2 separate regions of the Sus scrofa genome follow, and region 1 is linked to region 2. Evidence: chromatin contacts called from public promoter capture Hi-C data. All regions are on one chromosome and are shown on one strand. The core of a region is the stretch at or near the end of the contact, and the rest is flanking DNA. Distances in the headings are between cores, read along the strand shown. Region 1 holds the start of TTC32 (tetratricopeptide repeat protein 32). Region 2 holds the start of HS1BP3 (HCLS1-binding protein 3).

Region 1 (4,460 bases), core at 606-3,105, 660 kb before region 2:
GGTTTATGGCTAAGGCTGCACTTTTAGATATTAAAAGAAAATGTTATAATTTTTGGGGGGGCGCAGGGGGTGATACTATTTTACTGCTTGTTTCAAAACTTCTATTAACTATTATTCTAGGGTATTATTGAAATGAAAAAGTCATTTAATTTTCTCTTTAATCCTATGTAAGTTTAACAAACAGGAGAAGAATCTCAAGCTACATACTAATAAGACAAGCTGGAGTTCCCGTGGTGGCTCAATGGTTAATGAATCTGACTAGGAACCATGAGATTGCAGGTTCGATCCCTGGCCTTGCTCAGTGGGGTTAAGGATCGGCATTGCCCTGAGCTGTGGTGTAGGTCACAGATGCGACTCGGATCCCACGTTGCTGTGGCCCTGGTGTAGGCTGACGGCTACAGCTCCAATTCCACCTCTAACCTGGAAACCTCTATATGCTTCAGGTATGGCCCTAGAAAAGACCAAAAAAAAAAAAAAAAAAAAAAAAAAAAAAAAAAAACAACAAACAAAAACGGAATAAGACAAGCTGACATCCTGTCAAGAAAAGTCAAATCCTTGAGGGAAAAGGAGAGTGATAATGCAGACAACACGAAACTGTCAAAAGCTGTTCATTCAAACCCTCCTTGTTCTCTCTTCTCATCCGACCACTCAACACCATCAACAAGAACAACCACAGCAAAACTTGGAGCACAGCAAATGTTACACCTTCAAGCATCAATCTGAGATTCTTTGGGAAAGCAGGTATTAGCAGGTGAGGTTGCTAACATCACAAAAAAGACAGGCATTCCACGCTCTCTGTTGGAAGTACACAGCACCACTTCTAACAGTACTCTCACCACAACTCTGCATCTGAATTGGGTCAACCTCAGGATTTAACTACCAACTCACAAGCCATGTAGGAGGCAGAGGGCCCTATTAAATGACATCGGGGGATGAATACTGCAAATCCGAAATAGGGGAAACTCTGGGGACACATGATTCGGTTTCCTCACCAAATCAACTGCAAGGCAGAAAAACGAAGGCGAGCCCTATACAGTGAATTTGATGTGCATCCCAACTGGAACCAACAGCTAAAAACAAACCAACAAAGCAAGAATTTTACGGATCAATCAGGAAAGCTCTAAAGCTGGATATTTGATATTTGATATGTGATACCAATGCCGAGGTTAGGTCCTTGTAAATCCTTAATATCTAACAATGTATCCTGAAACATCCATGGATGCATAATATTATGTCCGGGATGAACTAATGTTTAAGCCCAGTGATGGCTACCTGGAGGTCCATTATACTATTTCCATACTAAATTTATTTTCATTAGTGAAAAACAAAACACCTGCTGTGATGCTGTGGTTGAAGTCGCGGTACTTTGTGCGCGAGCGTGGCACCCGTGGCATCGCGCCCTCACCAGGTCGCAGATACCCCACTTGTTAAAATGACAGCTGGAAAAGCGCTATCCGCTCTAAGACCGGATCAGAGTAACAAGGAATGAAGACACTCAAGCTGAAAGGCAGCCGGTACCCCCGTGCTCTGACTCCCCGGTGGGTGTCCCAGAGGAACGCGAGGGGCCGCGGGCCAGGATACTCCCTTCACCGCCCTTCGGGAAACTAAACGAATGCCCGAGGTACCCTTGAGTGGTGAGATCAGACAACCCAGGCTACTCCCACCTAGCGGAGACCCCGCACCCCCACATCTCGCGATATTTACCTCCAGGGCGCCGCTCCCTCGGAGCCCGCACAGGCGCACTGGCGAATGTAAGCGGAGTACAGTGCTTCGGCCTCCGCATATTCGCCTTTCTTGAAATGACCTGGGCACGTGCGAGGGTTACGGGGCTTTCTTGCCCTTGCTGCCCTTCCATAGTAGTCGGAGACCTAGCTTTCCTTGTAGAACTGAGGGTGATTTCTGAGCGACTAGAGGCAGCACCACAAGGCCACTCCCCCACCCCGGAATTTATCGCGTAGGCAAAACCTCGGAGCAAGCAGGGGGGAAGTTTGTACCTTCCGCGGACCCGTCTTCTCGCGAGATCAGTGACACCGCCCCCGGAGGGCTCAGAAACTTTAAAACTTGTGCGGACAGAGACACTTCTGTAAAGTGCGGTTTTGTTGATGAGTGGTGCTTCCGCTGGCCTCGTTTCCAGAGAAGCAGTAGATCGGCAGCTCCAGACTGGTTTCTAAGACCGTGGTCAGAAGTTGCAAGAAGCTTTGCCCGTTGTTACAGCGAATGGTGGAGGATGCGGGGTGCAGTGGCTGATCGTGCTGGGAGCGTAAAAGACCTTGGTTTGTTTTACGAATGGCTAAACGGCCCGTGGAGTTACTGTTATCGCAGCACTTTTCTGGTTCTGCGTCCGCCCTCTAGACGGTATTTTCAGTCGGCTGGATTACATTGAGACATTTTGTGTTGAAATTCCAGGAGCTTAGTGTCCCATAGTCGTGAGTCTTATTTCAGACTCAACCTTTTATTAACTCCAAGGCCGTAGACTGCAAATTTCTCAACCTTTTAAAACCTCCAGAATAGTATAGGAATTGACTGAACTGTTTAGGAGTTCCCGTAGTGGCTCAGCAGAACGAATCCGACTAGGAACCATGAGGTTGTGGGTTCGATCCCTGGCCTCGCTCAGTGGGTTAAGGATCCAGCGTTGGTTTGAGCTGTGGTGTAGGTCGCAGATGCAGTCGCAGATGCAGCTCGGATACTGCGTTGCTGTGGCTGTGGTGTAGGCTGGCAGCTGTAGCTCTGATTAGTTCCTAGCCTGGGACCCTCCATATGCCATGGATGCAGCCCTAAAAGGCAAAAATAATATTAATAATAAATAAAATAAAATTACCTTAAAAAATAAAATACATAGGAATTAACCAAGGAGAGAAGGACTTGTATAATGAAACTGCAAATTGTTGATGAAGGAAATTAAAGCCATAAATAGACATCCCTTGTTCATACTAAAGCAATTTACAGATTCAATGGAATGCCTATCAAAATCCCAATGGTATTTTTACAGAAATATAAAAATCTATCCTAAAATTCATAAGAAATTCCAAGGGATGGATTCCAAATAGCCAAAACAGTCTTGAGGAATTCCCTGGTGACCTAGGGGGTTAAGGATCCCATGGTGTCACTATCTTGAAAAAGAATAAAGTTTGGGACTCACACTGAATTAAAAACTTATCAAAGCAACAGTAATCAAAACAGTGTGGATTTGCATAAAGACAGTCTTTTCAGTAAATGGTGCTGAAAAAACCATTTATTGGAAAGAGTGAAGATGGACCTAAATGCCACATTAAAAAATTAACCAAGGTGGATTAAAGACCTAAATGTAAGAGCTAAAAATTTTAAGTTCTCAGAAGAAAACATAAAGCAAAGTCTTCATGACACTGAATTTGGCAATGTTTTCTTGGGTATGACACCAAAGGACAGGCAGTGAAAGGAAAAATAGACAAACTGGACTTTATGAAAATTAAAACCTTTTGTGCAGCAAAAGACTATCAACAAATAACCCAGAGAATGAGAGAAAATATTTGCAAATCACATATCTGATAAGGATGAGGAATGTAAACATGGAGGTTCTGTGGAGCAGGTTTGGTCTGGTGTGTCCATCCAAGGGATTCTGACGTGGTGTCTCCATCACACCTGAGAAGCTCTGATCTACAGGACACTAGAGGGCCCTGCCCAGCGACTGAGGTGCTGGAACCCGGCTCAGCTGCTGTCCCTCTCTGACTCTCGCCTGTCTTCCACACAGTCCACCTGCACTTGGGGCTTTGCCTGCAGGGTGGCAGCATCAAGACTTCCCTCAGCCAGCTCACCCCAAAATACAGCTACAAGATGACCTGCTGAGAGTGTCGTGTTCACCTGCAACCCCATCTGCCTCAAGAAATGTAACCACCACCACAACCTGTACCCCAAGTAGTTGAATAAGCCTTCTCCATGGGCTCTTCCTTCCCCCACAGGGCAGCCTCCTGCCTGAGCCCCATGGCTGTGGAGCCTCAGTAAAGACTCCCTGTCACTGACTGGGGCAGTAAAAATAAATAACAATTAATACTCTGTTTGGGAAAAGTGTCTTGGGAACTTGTTTCGGAACAAGCAATTTGAGAAGAATGCACTAACCATTCTGTCTCTAGCCTGCTGCTCTAATCTGCAGATCCTGGACTTGAGCTGCAACACTTCCAGCCTCCAGCCGACCATGCTCACTTCAGACTGGCCCCCACAATCTGAATTGGCTCTTGCTAGGGGTTGAATTGGAGCTACAGCTGCTGACCTACACCATAGTTCACAGCAATGCTGGATCCTTAGCCCCACTGAGCGAGACCCAGGGATTGAACCTGCAACCTTATGGTTCCCAGTCGGATTTATTTCCACTGCGCCAAGATGGGAACTCCTAGTCTGTCTTAAAGTCAGTGGTTTTGTATACTGACAGACTCCCCAGTTTGTCCTAAGTCTGAAGTCAAGGGGAGATTCTGTCAGCAGCCGAGAAC
Region 2 (4,473 bases), core at 284-2,783:
ACGCCACGCCCTCCTCCTAGCACACTCTTTCCCCATCCCTTTATTTTCCTTCACACCATTTACCCCCCCTACACACCACGCATTTACCCACTGTCCACCTGCCCCATGGAAGTTTGGGAAAGGGGTTCACTGCTGTATCCTAGAACCACTCACCTGGCCTTCACCACCAGCCCCAGCATCTGTGAAGAAGCCCCGTGCAGGCGGGGCAGTGAGGGAAGCCATCCACCTGCTACCCCAGCTCCCAGCGCCAAAGTCACACCCTCATTGGTCTGCTCACACCTGCCAACCTCAAACGCCCTTTTTGCAGAAAAGGAAACTGAGACTCAGCGAGAGGGGGTGGGGGTGAGCTGTGTGGCACTAGGGACGCTTCTGCCAACGAGGACATGACCAGCAACCAGGCAGAGGACACCAAGCAAGGGCTGACATCAAGGTTCGATTAAAGAATCGTACTTTTCTAGACCAGCCTGAGGGCACAGGGATGTTCAGACTGCAGCTGGAAAAACACCACTCATTTGTGTAAGAGACTGATGCCTTAGTCCAAGATCTTGTGTAGAGGGAACAGGGTGGAGTATATGAAAATAGTTGCAGTGAGTGGCTAGACAGATATTAGAAAGGGGGGAAGTAAAAGCACGGACATCGCAGCCTTTCCAGGATCTGTTCTGCGCTGAGTCCTCCACCCGGAACCAGGGTGGGCCCACACTGCATCCTCTGCCTCCAGGGACCCTGCCAAGGCCTCTGCTCAAACTGCACTTGTCTGAGCCACCTGTTGGAGCAGCCGCCTCCTCTTCTCCCCCCTCACCTGGTTCATGCCCACTCCTCCAGCAGAGCCTGGCTTCATTCACTGCCTCCCAGAAGCCGGGGTTACACCCTGCCCTGTGTTCCCATGGCGACCGGAACCCACGACCCTGTCTCAGCATCGGTCTGCCTCCATCCTTGTTTCCCCTGCTGGGCCCAGCCTTGCCCGGTTCACCCCGTCCCCACTGCCGTGCACTGGGCCGTACACACGATGAGCGCTGAAAAGATACAAAACTAGGTTCCCGAAAAGAAATGAAGGCAGATGGACAGGAAAGGGGAGAAGTGAGCCTCCCTCTTTGCCCGCCTGCGCGGGACCTGCCCGTCCAGTCCTTCCAGTGGGTCTTGGGTGAGTTCATTAGCCCTTGCGGGGGGGGGGAGGCCTCAGTTTCCCCATCTGTAAAACGGGGGCACTCGCAGCTGCCCGCTTCTCCCGCGGGGCGGTGGAGGGGCCGAGCCCGGGTCAACGGCCCCCGCGCTGGGGAGCCTGGGCGGCAGACCGGGAGCCCGGGAGCCGCTGCCTCTGCCGGCTCCCGCGCCCTGGGAGCAACCGGCCGCGGCTCCCGGGCCCCCGAGCCCCCGACTCCACGCTGCCTGAGACGCGGCGCCAGGTGCGGGGTCGGGCTCACCTGGAGGTGACGAGCACCGCCGGGGACTGCATGACGGCGAGGCTCCGGGCGGGGCGCGCGGTCACGGGACCCGCAGGCGCCGGCGTCGCCGCGTCCCCGCCCCGCGCCCCGCCCGCCCCGGCCCGGCCCGGCCCCGGCCCGCCGCCTAGCGGCCACCGCGCTGGGCCGGACGCGCAGCGCTCGGCCGGTGCGTTTGCGGGCCTTGCTGGACCTCTGCGCAGGGACTGAGGGCGGAGGGCGTCCGCGGGCCCCCGGAGCTGAGCGGCCCCCGCGACCCTATGTCCGAGCCGTCCTGCTCGCACGCACGTCCTCGTCCTGGTGTGGGCCTCTCGTTATTAGTGACAGCGCCAGGTGCAAGCATCGGAGCGCCCAGGACCCTGCTTCAGACGTTCTGAGCTTTGATGAAACAGGGCATGGGCGGCCACGGCCCCAGGGATGCTCAGAGAGATGTTAGGAGGCTCCAATGAGGTGACAGAACCGGCAGATAAATTAGAGCCCTCCGTGAGGGGTGAGCTTCCAGGGGCCAACCGGGCCTGTCCAGCAAAAGCTGCTGGGAACTCGGGGTCTTTCTTCTCCCTCACTTAGGGGGCCTTGTTCTGAGGCTTGTTAAAACAGACAGGAAGACGCTCTTCAAGACTCCTGCAGCTGGGTCAGTGGGGAGAGGGCTCAGGAGTAGGTGAGGGTCGGGTAGGGGCTTCTTGCTGAAGGCAGGCCCAAGGGCTTAGAGGGGGTGGGGGAGGAGGCGCTGGTTCAGAGGGATCAGATATCCCGGGTGGGGATTCTCTCTAAACTGAGGGAGCAGGATTCTGCCTGAGACTGGGCTGGGCTGGCCAAGGACAGGGCAGGGACCAAAGTCCAGGCTCAGCTAAGAGAAGGTACAGAAGAATCTAAAGCTTAGTCAAGGAGACAGACTTCGTCACCCCAAGTTTCCTTCTTAGAGAGCTACTGAACCCCCTCTCTGGGTGCAGATCTCTCTCCCAGGTGCCCTCTCCTCCTTTCTTCTGACCCCAAGTCCCAGGGCTGTTCCCTGCCCTCTGGCAGGAGCAGGAGGGGCTTCTGCTTGACTGCATTTTCCCAAAGAACCAGCCTCCCGCCCCACCTGCACCACCTTGGAACTCTGGTCAACGAGTTCGCCAGCTCTTTTGCAACTGCCTGCAAAACGCTTAGCTCAGGGCCTGGGTCCTAGTGACCAGCAGTGTGTTTGTGTTGCTCTAATGTGTAGCCTGCCTGTCGCCAATACCTTGCAGGCCCCAGGATTCCAGAGTGCACACCGCTGGGGGCCTTGGCACACCTGGCGCCGGCCAAGAATACCACTGGTTCCCATGAAAGAGTAACCCTGTCCCGGAGAACAATCCCATTTTCTGCCTCTGTGGGTCCCACGTGCCCCTATGTGGCTCCAGCGGATAATTGTATACAATGCATGGAATGTGGAATCTAAATCTGATATTTTCTGCTTCCTGCCTGACTCGAGGAGCCCCTTCCATGGCTGAAGCTGCGGTAACGCAAACCACATTGCGGAGGAGCTTATAGTCCCCCTTCTTGCTGCCCTGGGAGGAGCGCTCCGGGCCTCAGTCACCCCCAGGGACGTCACTGGACCTCAGAGGCAGTGCGGTCAGTTAGAGACACCACAGCCAGCAGGGGGTCTAATCTGAATTCTGGCCATGCCGCTGTGCACCAGCACTGCCATGGTTTCTGGTGGGGTGGGTCTTCTGGGGACCCGCTGATGTGTCTCTGTCTTCTACAGTGATGCTTTGGCACCTCATGGGGCTGGCAGTCAGGTTGAGCAGAGCTACCACCTCATTTGTCACTCGGCGAACGCTCCTGGGCACAGCTCTGAGCCTGTGACCTCGCCAGGCCCTGGGAATGCAGAAGACACAGGCCTCCCTTGCGGGGCTCACATGCCACTCGGGAACAGGTGGAGCTGTCCACACGAGGGCAGGCCCAGGGTGCACGGGGAATGGCATGTAAGCAGCTCAGCTAGGGGTTGGGGCAGACAGGGGTTCTTCCAGGTGGATGTGGTGCCAGACGTGGGGCATGAAAAAGTGGGTACTCTTTGGCCTTGGTTTTCTCATTGGTAAAATAGAACTTTTAACTCATAGCACTGCTGTGAATTAAATGAGAAAACAGGTGACTGAAATAAGAGGAAATGTATGGCAGACTCTGTAGATGAGCTGCCCCAAAGCCATTCACAGCCTCTTCCTCTTTGCCTTTTACTGTCACAGAGGCTGCATAGGTAAAGCACTCAGGCTCTAAACCTCCCTTACAGTTAGAAGGTGCCATGTGACCTAATTCTGCCATCTATACAGAGGTTCTTGCAAAGAGACCTTACAAAGAGAAAGTTCTTTGTACCTTTTCTGTCTTCTGCCTAGAAAGGAGATACATAAGATGTTGGAGCAGCAGCAGCCGGCTTGTGACAACGAGGCACAACTGGGGTCTACACATTGAGGACGAAAGAGGCTGGGAACCTGATGGCACATGAGGCACCATACCAGCCCTAGACTCTCTCTTGGGTGAGTGCTTCAACCCCTCTAAGTGGGGTTTTCTGCAATGGATCTCTGGTTGGTATAGTTGTAAAGTACTTACATAAGGCTTGGCTAAAAATGTTCAATATGGGGTAGGGAGGATTGAGGGGGAGGAGGAGAAGAGGTAAAGTGTGTTCTAGGCAGCAGTGCAAAGCCAGGGTGCTACCAGAGAACCATAGTGTGGCCAGGGAGCTGGGGAGAAAGGTTGGGGAGGGGTGACCTGAGAGGAGGCTGCACTCAGGGGCCCTGGGTGTCACACAGAAGTGTTCACATTTCTCCTGAAGCAGGGCCGGACTCACAGAATGAACAATAGGGCAAGAGGATTTTAGGAGCAGCCTGGGGTGTGATGAGCCACATCCTACTAGGAAGACGAGGGCAGAGAGAGGGAGGGGTGAGGAGGGGACCAGAGGGGGGAAAGTGAGGACGCCGAGTGTGGCACCCTCTTCCAGAAGCTTGATTCTGAAGCAGAGGAGGCAAGCAGAGGATTTTCTAAAACTATTATATAGAGAGACTTCATGGTCATTGCAGAA

Evidence for each region. Promoter capture Hi-C pulls out the DNA fragments that hold promoters and counts their contacts.
Region 1: a contact with region 2 is called in a promoter capture Hi-C map of liver, with 7 times the contacts expected there. The contact joins the promoter of TTC32 here to the promoter of HS1BP3 in region 2. A contact is called at or near these places in 1 of 5 promoter capture datasets (liver), 6 of 47 Hi-C or Micro-C datasets (alveolar macrophages, embryonic fibroblasts, heart right ventricle and 2 more) and 2 of 2 datasets of contacts at active chromatin or transcription factors (alveolar macrophages and skeletal muscle).

Annotation. Positions count from the first base shown.
Region 1 is chr3:118,270,508-118,274,967 of Sscrofa11.1, reverse strand. It overlaps TTC32 (tetratricopeptide repeat protein 32), which reads right to left and starts at 1,855. Exons shown (of 4, transcript XM_003125338.3): 1 at 1,807-1,855; 2 at 1,705-1,804. The coding sequence starts at 1,855. WDR35 (WD repeat-containing protein 35) reads right to left here. Exons shown (of 29, transcript XM_021087811.1): 27 at 1,705-4,460.
Region 2 is chr3:117,606,047-117,610,519 of Sscrofa11.1, reverse strand. It overlaps HS1BP3 (HCLS1-binding protein 3), which reads right to left and starts at 1,533. Exons shown (of 7, transcript XM_003354913.5): 1 at 1,422-1,533. The coding sequence starts at 1,453. It overlaps LOC102157748 (a long non-coding RNA gene), which reads left to right and starts at 1,595. Exons shown (of 4, transcript XR_002342833.1): 1 at 1,595-1,929; 2 at 3,166-3,385; 3 at 3,791-3,931.